2 separate regions of the Sus scrofa genome follow, and region 2 is linked to region 1. The links are chromatin contacts, called in public HiChIP or PLAC-seq maps. All regions are on one chromosome and are shown on one strand. The core of a region is the stretch at or near the end of the contact, and the rest is flanking DNA. Distances in the headings are between cores, read along the strand shown.

The links. HiChIP or PLAC-seq counts read pairs in DNA pulled down with a chosen protein or histone mark.
Region 2: a contact with region 1 is called in an H3K27ac HiChIP or PLAC-seq map of alveolar macrophages. The contact joins the promoter of SEC11C here to the promoter of LMAN1 in region 1. A contact is called at or near these places in 1 of 47 Hi-C or Micro-C datasets (liver) and 1 of 2 datasets of contacts at active chromatin or transcription factors (alveolar macrophages).

The regions. Positions count from the first base shown.
Region 1 is chr1:161,605,292-161,609,028 of Sscrofa11.1, forward strand. It overlaps LMAN1 (protein ERGIC-53), which reads left to right and starts at 1,831. Exons shown (of 14, transcript XM_021099870.1): 1 at 1,831-2,102. The coding sequence starts at 1,865. LOC106509065 (a long non-coding RNA gene) reads right to left here and starts at 1,725. Exons shown (of 3, transcript XR_001306290.2): 1 at 1,246-1,725.
Region 2 is chr1:161,767,912-161,771,648 of Sscrofa11.1, forward strand. It overlaps SEC11C (signal peptidase complex catalytic subunit SEC11C), which reads right to left and starts at 1,711. Exons shown (of 7, transcript XM_003121713.3): 1 at 1,179-1,711. The coding sequence starts at 1,553.

The sequences.
Region 1 (3,737 bases), core at 581-3,080:
TATAGAAAGCATTCATTATGTATTTTCCATAAAGATTAATAACATTTCTTTAACAAATATTTATGGATTCTTCACTCTTTTCAAGGTACAGAGCTAGTTCCCACAGAGATGAAAGAACTAAAGCTAAAAATGGTTAAATTCTCTCTCTCTCTCTCTTTTTTTTTTTTTTTTTTTTTTTTTTTTTTTTTTTTGCTTTTGGGGCCACACTCTCGGCGCATGGAAATTCCCAGGCTAGGGGTCAAATCGGAGCTGGGCTGCTGGCCTATGCCATGGCCACAGCCACAGCCACACAGGATCCAAGCCGTGTCTGCAATCTACACCACAGCTCATGGCAACATCAGATCCTTAAACCACTGAGCAAGCCCAGGGATCGAACCTTCGTCCTCATGGATGCTAGTCAGATTCGTTAACCACTGAGCTATGATGGGAACTCCTAAAATAGTTAAATTCTATGGACTGAAAACCCTGGAGAGCCTGGGGCAATGACCCACATATTCTATACAGACAATAAATATTTGTTCCTACTGTTGCTGAGGTGGTATGAGGAGTGTACTTTCATTTAGATACATCTGAAAAATGAAGAGTGGAGAGCCATAACTTAAAGATTTGATATTTGACAACCAGAAAGAGATTTAATAGTAATGGTTCATGAATCTGGAGATGAGAAGTTGGGAGGTTAATGAAAAATAATTAAAATAATGTGGGCATACAGTTCCTAGGGCAAGTGTGGTACTCATGGCCCCATTAAAAGCTAATGAAATAAACCATTTAAATCATACTTATTCTCAGATTTTTTAAAAAATTAAGACATTTATGAAAACAAAACTCTGGATGATCATTAATACTTTGACAATATTTTTCCTAGGTAAGGAAAAGAATCCTCTTTAAAATGCAAACCTTGTCGAATCAGAGAACAATACTATTTTTTTTTTTTTCTTTTTTGGCCACCTTCACAGCATGATTAAGTTCCAGGGTCAGGGATGGAACCTATGCCACAGCAGTGACCCCAGCCGCTGAAGTGACAAGGCTAGAGCCTTAACCCGCGGGAGCCACAAGAGAATCTGTAACAACAGTATCTCCAGGGTCCAGGTTCTATTGGTTCCTCCCTTCATGGCACATAATTCCTCTTATCAAAACTAAACAAAAATCAGTTTCATTTGAATCATTATTGCTATGGTTTTAAAAATTGGAAAGCTATTGGAATTACATTTTGAGAAAGGTAAAAGTTTAGTAATAAATTCATACCTGATTCAACACCAACAAAAGGATCCTAGGTCTCTCCAGCCCTGTGGATCGCTGGTTCCAGTTTGAAATGCCCTAACACAAGCTGGTGTAGCTCATTGGGCTGGGACTCTTAGTGTTCAGATTACGCTTCATTTCTAGAAAGACTGGCTTCTGCAAAGCCCACCTAATGAAAACCAGCTACTGAACAATTGGTATCAGGTCGAAAGGAATGCCTAGGTTTATTATGACCAGGGTGGACTGATGTGGTGTGTCCACAGCTGTCAGAGCTCAAGAATTCTAAGGTATATTAAGAGATACGAAAAAGCTCTTGCAGGTAGGCTTCGGGTCACCTCCTCCACTACTCCACGTCACATGGCAAGGGAACGCTGGAGCCCCTTTCCCGCCCTGGGAGAGGAGAAGAGAAGCACGAGGACCTTGACGCCCCGGGCCCGGTCCCCTATTACGTGGCCACGCCCCCAGATACTCCGTTTTCCCAGGTCGCCAGGATAGCAAAGGCTGAGGGCGGGTCTCACCTTTGCCCTCGGGGTCTCCCGGGCTCCGCCAATCAGCGAGCGCCCTGTTGGCCGTCCGGAGCTCCCGCCCGCCTCCTCCCGCCAGCGTCCGCTTACCAGAATCCAAGATGGCGAGATCCAGGCAAAGGGGTCTCCAGACTGGAGCTCGGCCGCTGTTCTGCGCCTTGCTGCTGTCGCTCTTTCGGTTCGTTGGGGGCGACGGCGTGGGAGGCGACCCCGCGGCTGCTGGCTCCACGGGCTCCTCAGCAGCGCAGCCACATCGCCGTTTCGAGTACAAATACAGCTTCAAGGGACCGCACCTGGTGCAGAGCGACGGGACCGTGCCCTTCTGGGCCTACGCGGGGAGTAAGCCGGGGCAGAGGGCGGGGGGATCTGGTCCCTTCCCTGCCTTGAGCCTCTTCTTCTTCACCTTCTCTCCGCTGCACATCGTACGCGCGGTGGAGGGGACCCTTCTCAGCAGCCCCTCCTGCAGGCCGACTCTGGTCCGCAAAGTTCCCTCCATCTCCCCCCAAGTCTTCCTCACATTCTCTCCACCCACCTTCCTCCTGTCCTCCCTTCTTTGATGTCTGTGCTTTCCGTTTGATCTAGAGGTTTTTCGTTACTTCCTACACTTCCAAAGGCTCACCTAAGCCCGCTTCTAGGCATCACGTTTCACCCTAACGCCACGTCTCAAGGGAAAACGTTTCCCTCGCCCCCACTCCTATCCATTCCAACCTGAGACCTGGTCTAGCAGCCCTCCACCTTCTTTCCTGCTTCCCCTCGGCCCTCCTCTGCTTTTTTCCCTTCGGGGTTAGCGGTAGGTAATGCTCCAGTTTGTACCTGATGCCCCCTGACGGCTCCAGAGTTGGCATGTGTTGGCTTTAGAGTAGTCTTTAGTTCAGAAGACATTCTTCTAACCCTGTTGGAACTGTACCTTAAATTTGCCTTTCTCAGTGACTTGATATGGTCTTCGATCTTTTATCTTGTATTAACACAGTATGTAACTTAATAGTGACACTCCTTGCTTTATTTAGTAGAAGAGTGTTGTTTTGTGGGTTTTTTTAATATTGATTGAGAACGAGGCTAAGAATAACATATGTAAAGCTATTTTTTGTTTTGTTTTTAGTTTGGGGGGAGAAATTATTTCAATTTCTCCTGTACTCCATGTTTTATTCACTCTGTGTTTGGCACTGTTAGACGCTGTTGATGGCTAAGTGCCTTGCTAGATATTTACATATGTGAAAGAAAACATATCTGTACTTTAGTGCTGATGTGTCACTGCTGACTAAGGAATCAGCGGTAGCACTTGGCACGCCATAAACTGTTCAGTGACCATCAGATACAACCTTTGAAACAAGTGGCAAGTCTTCAAATCGGTGGCAATTTGAATTCCATCTTTATGTGTTATAAAGCAATCATTTATATAAGGTTTGTATACATCATCTGAGATCATCCAGTGCTGGAAACAAAATGTTTCATTTCTAGAAAGTAATTGCTGAATAGGAAGTACACTTTTAGGAAGAGCTATTTCACTGAAATTAATGTATTAATTACATTAAAAGGCATGGAATTAAGTATTTGAAATAAAATGCAGTTACTTTGTTACTCAGCAGACATTTATTTTATGCCCACTCATCAAGGTTATATAGTTGAGTGTTTTTTTAGCAAGGTAGCATTGTTCTTAATACACAAATATGATGCAGGTGTACCCAACAAAGGTTTGGGGGATTTCTGTTTTTCTTCTTGGAATGACGATGAATTTTTCTGTGGTGGTGATAAATTTGTTCGTGTTTTTTCACTTCTGCTTTTCTCCATTGCCAGCTTGCTCTTTTCTCTTTTTCTTATGCTCATACTACATACATCAGCCAATTAGGAATGTCAGTCAACTACTTAAATTAATTACATTGACTTTCTTTTAGAACCTATAACTAAGATGTTCTGCTGCAGAAATGTCAGATAATGTACCTGAGTGAATGAAAGTTGTATGGCTAGATTGAATTT
Region 2 (3,737 bases), core at 461-2,960, 160 kb after region 1:
TGAGGCCTTATCACTGAGAGTGGTAATATGCAGATGTTTCTGAAGGCAAACTGGTTTAGGGATTGATATATTCTCCAGAAGGCCTTCCTTGATAGTCTGCAATCAGTATTTGGTACCAATTTTAGAGGCATTTTTAAAACCTAGCCCATTAAGTCTAGATTTTTAAGTAAAGCTCTGCTTCCTGGAGGATTTTCTTGTAAACAGCATCAATGCTCAGGGCATTAGCTGCCGGTTTTTCAAGCTAATGATGATCTTTGCCACAACTCATCTGAATCACAGAAACGCCCAGGAAACCATCTAATATGCACACCTAGAAACAGCCTGATTCTCAAGACTGTTCATGAGATTCCAGTCACCAAATTCCTCCACACAACTGCACTAGTCTGAAATTGAACTTGGGAAAAAAAGAGAGAGAGAGAGATGGATGGGAGCTGACTAAAGAGAGAGCAAGAAGGACGTTTTCCTCCAAGCTCCTCTCATAGAGGGGTAGGAAATCAGCCCCAGCTGCCCGAAGACTCCATACTAACTGCCTCTGATAGTCAAGGTGCTGCCAGCCTTACGGAGTCTAAGAAGTTAGAGAAGACTTCTGAAATCCCTTTTATAACACCGATTCAGTTCACAAGACAGAACGCTATCAGTGAGCTCTTCCGCACAAGGAGCTTTGTTTAGTCCCCATGCACCATCAGGAAAACACTGTTTTGGGAAGAAACTGTTTTAGGAGGCATCACTGGACAGCTCCCACCGCTAGGAAGTTCTCCATCTTTCGCCTGCCTTTCTGCCACTTGCATGGATATCAGGCCTTAGCAACCCCACAGAGAAATCTGTCCCCTCTTCCAAGAGGTGGCAAAATTCGTGCAAACAGCTGTCACTCGCAGTAGAGTCATCTCTCCCCGCTTTTTCAACCGCACTTGACATCCAAAGTGCGGGATTTCTATTATCTTCCCCTTCCGGGGCCGCCCTCCCCTAACTGAACTCCTCTCAGGGCAAGGAAGTACCCACACGTGGGTCTGTGCGGATTTGAACACAGGGCCTCCAAGAGCCCAGGGTGGGTGCCTCGGGTCGCCGCCGGACCGGTTACGGGGCGCTGTCCTTGCAGGAGCCTACCCGGGAGCCCCGATTCCCCACTGTCGCAGCCGGTCCCGGCCCCTAGACGCGCCCCCCAAAAGGAGCTCCGTTACCTGGCGCTTGTTCATCTTCCTCAGGTCCCCAAAGATGTCCAAACCGGACGTGGGGAGATGCGACCCCACAGCGCCCGCGCGCACCATGCCGGGGTCTCTGGGGGCCGAGGCGACCCGCGGGCTCCGGGTGTCACAGACAGCTGCGGAGCACCGGCCGGGCCCCCGCCCACCGGCCTTGTTGGCCACGTGACCAGAGGCTCGCTTGGGCGTCTGGGAAATCGTAGTCCTGTGAGTCTGAGCCACTTGAGTACCTGCAAAGAACTGGTAAGAAGAAACTACCACTCCCAGAATGCCACGGGACAAGAGCCTCGTCCAGTGAAGACCCAGGGCTCCCAGGGAGGGAAACGACCCGGCTCCGGAGCCTTGTCCGACCATTGCGAGGGAACTTGGGAAAGCGGGTGATCCTGCATATCCTACGGGCAGCTCGGAGAAGTGACTACTCAAGATCAATTGAGTTCCCTAAGACTCTGGTCAGGCGCCAAGAAGACACCTAAAGCTCCCCCGCATTCACCTAGCCGTGTATCTAGGCCATTGGATGACTGCGACGAGAGAAGGTGGAGCTTCTACAAGGGCGGCAGGCTGTGCTGAATACGGGAGGCGCCTAAAAGTGGGCTGGCGAGTGGGCGGGACCTGGAAGAGGCGGGACTTTTGAAGCTATGGAGTTCCGCGCTCTCCCAGGATTTGAAAGCTAGGAAACAAGGGGATACAGTGATGCTTCCTTTGATCAGAGCTATGCCGCAACGGATGTTAATTGAATGAATAAATAAATAACCAGTTGATTTTATACTTGAGGAAACAAGCCTAGAAAGATTAAGTGACCTGGCCAAGGCAAAGTGGCCAGGTCTGGAATAGAACTCAAATTTCCAAACCCAGGATTGTCGTAGTCCTGATCCTAGCTCATCCTTAGTTTATTCACTCACTCGTGTATGCATTATTTATTTCATTCATTTGTTAAAAAATCTTTTTAGAGCATATACTATGCACTTAGCCCTAGTCTGGACGTAGGAAACATCAGTGAACACCTAGCAACGGGAGACATAATAAATAAGTAAAATTATATGGTATCTAAGGAGTGATAGTGCTGTGGAAATAGGAAGAGCAGATAAGAGAGGGGAGAAGCTCTGGGGAAGGGGGCAGGTGGCAATTTAAAATATCCCAGAAGTTGACTTACCAGGAAGCTACTGAAGCATACTCTTTGGAACACTTCACTTGCAAAGGCTCCCTTCCAAACCCTTGAATAAAAATGGTCATATGGTTTTGTAAAAGTTTCAAAAGCAAGATATTTGAATTGCTATTTGTTGACTCTTGTTTCTTTGCATTCCTAATTCCCCTCCATCATACTTCCCTTCACGTTGGAGGGACAAGGAGCATTTTGAGGATCTAGCTAAGGAGAAGTTGAATTGGAAATACATTTAATTTGGATTCAGTGAATATCTTGATGTGGGGTCTTCAAAGTACCACCAAGCACCCCAAGAGTCTCCAGCCCTCCTTGACTGGTGCTCCCCCCCTGTCTCTGTTCTGAACTCCTTATTCTCCCTCTCCAGCAGTGCTGTGATAGCCAATACAGGGTCTTAGCTCCTATTGGCCTATTTCCTCCGAAGACCTAGGAAAAAGAGCAGTTTGATTACTATTGGCCCTTACTGCCAATATGTGGGAAGACCAGTTTAACTCATGTCAGAAATCAAGCATTTCTCTGCCTAGGTCTTGATCATCAAAGCATCATCTTCAATTTATGGAGTATCCTAAACCAAAACTATAGTATTGTTTTATTAATACTTTTTCCACGAGAAATAAGCATATTGCTTTTCCTTATGAAATCCCCTAAACACAGTCTGACCCCATACACCCTCCTTCCCCTTGCATTAGATTATCAGAAATAGAACTTTAAGAAATCTTCCATACAGCATTGGTTCACTATCTTACTTATTGATTCATTTCCTCCATCAAGCACTAGGAATCTGGCAAATAAGACACAGTTCTTAGATCCAGTTGAAGTTGTAAGTGTGCAGACATGATTATCATATAATATCACAAGTGATCTAGATAGGACATAATGAAAGGTATGATCTTGGAGTTCCCATCATGGCTCAGCAGAAACAATCTGACTGGCATCCATGAGGATGAAGGTTCAATCCCTGGCCTCACTAAATGGGTTAAGGATCCGGCATTGCCATGACCTGTGGTGTAGGTCGCAGACAGCTCAGATCTGAGTTGCTTTGGCTGTGGTGTAGGCCAGCAGCTGTAGCTCTGATTCAACCCCTAGCCTGGGAACCTCCACATGCCGTGGGTGCAGACCTAAAAAGACAAAAGACAAATAATAATAATAATAATAATAATAAAACAAAACAAAAGTTATGATCTCTAGTGTAAAATCCCCTTGGCATATCAGGCTAGCCCTTGTGCTAAGGGAGGAATTGATACAGAGGCAGTACTAGCTAATACTTTTTGCATGTTTATTCTGAAACAGGCAAGTGCTTGTTTATACTTATTATCAATTTCATTCTTACAAAAATCCTTTTTTTTTTTTTTTGGTCTTTTTGTCTTTTAGAGCCGCACTGG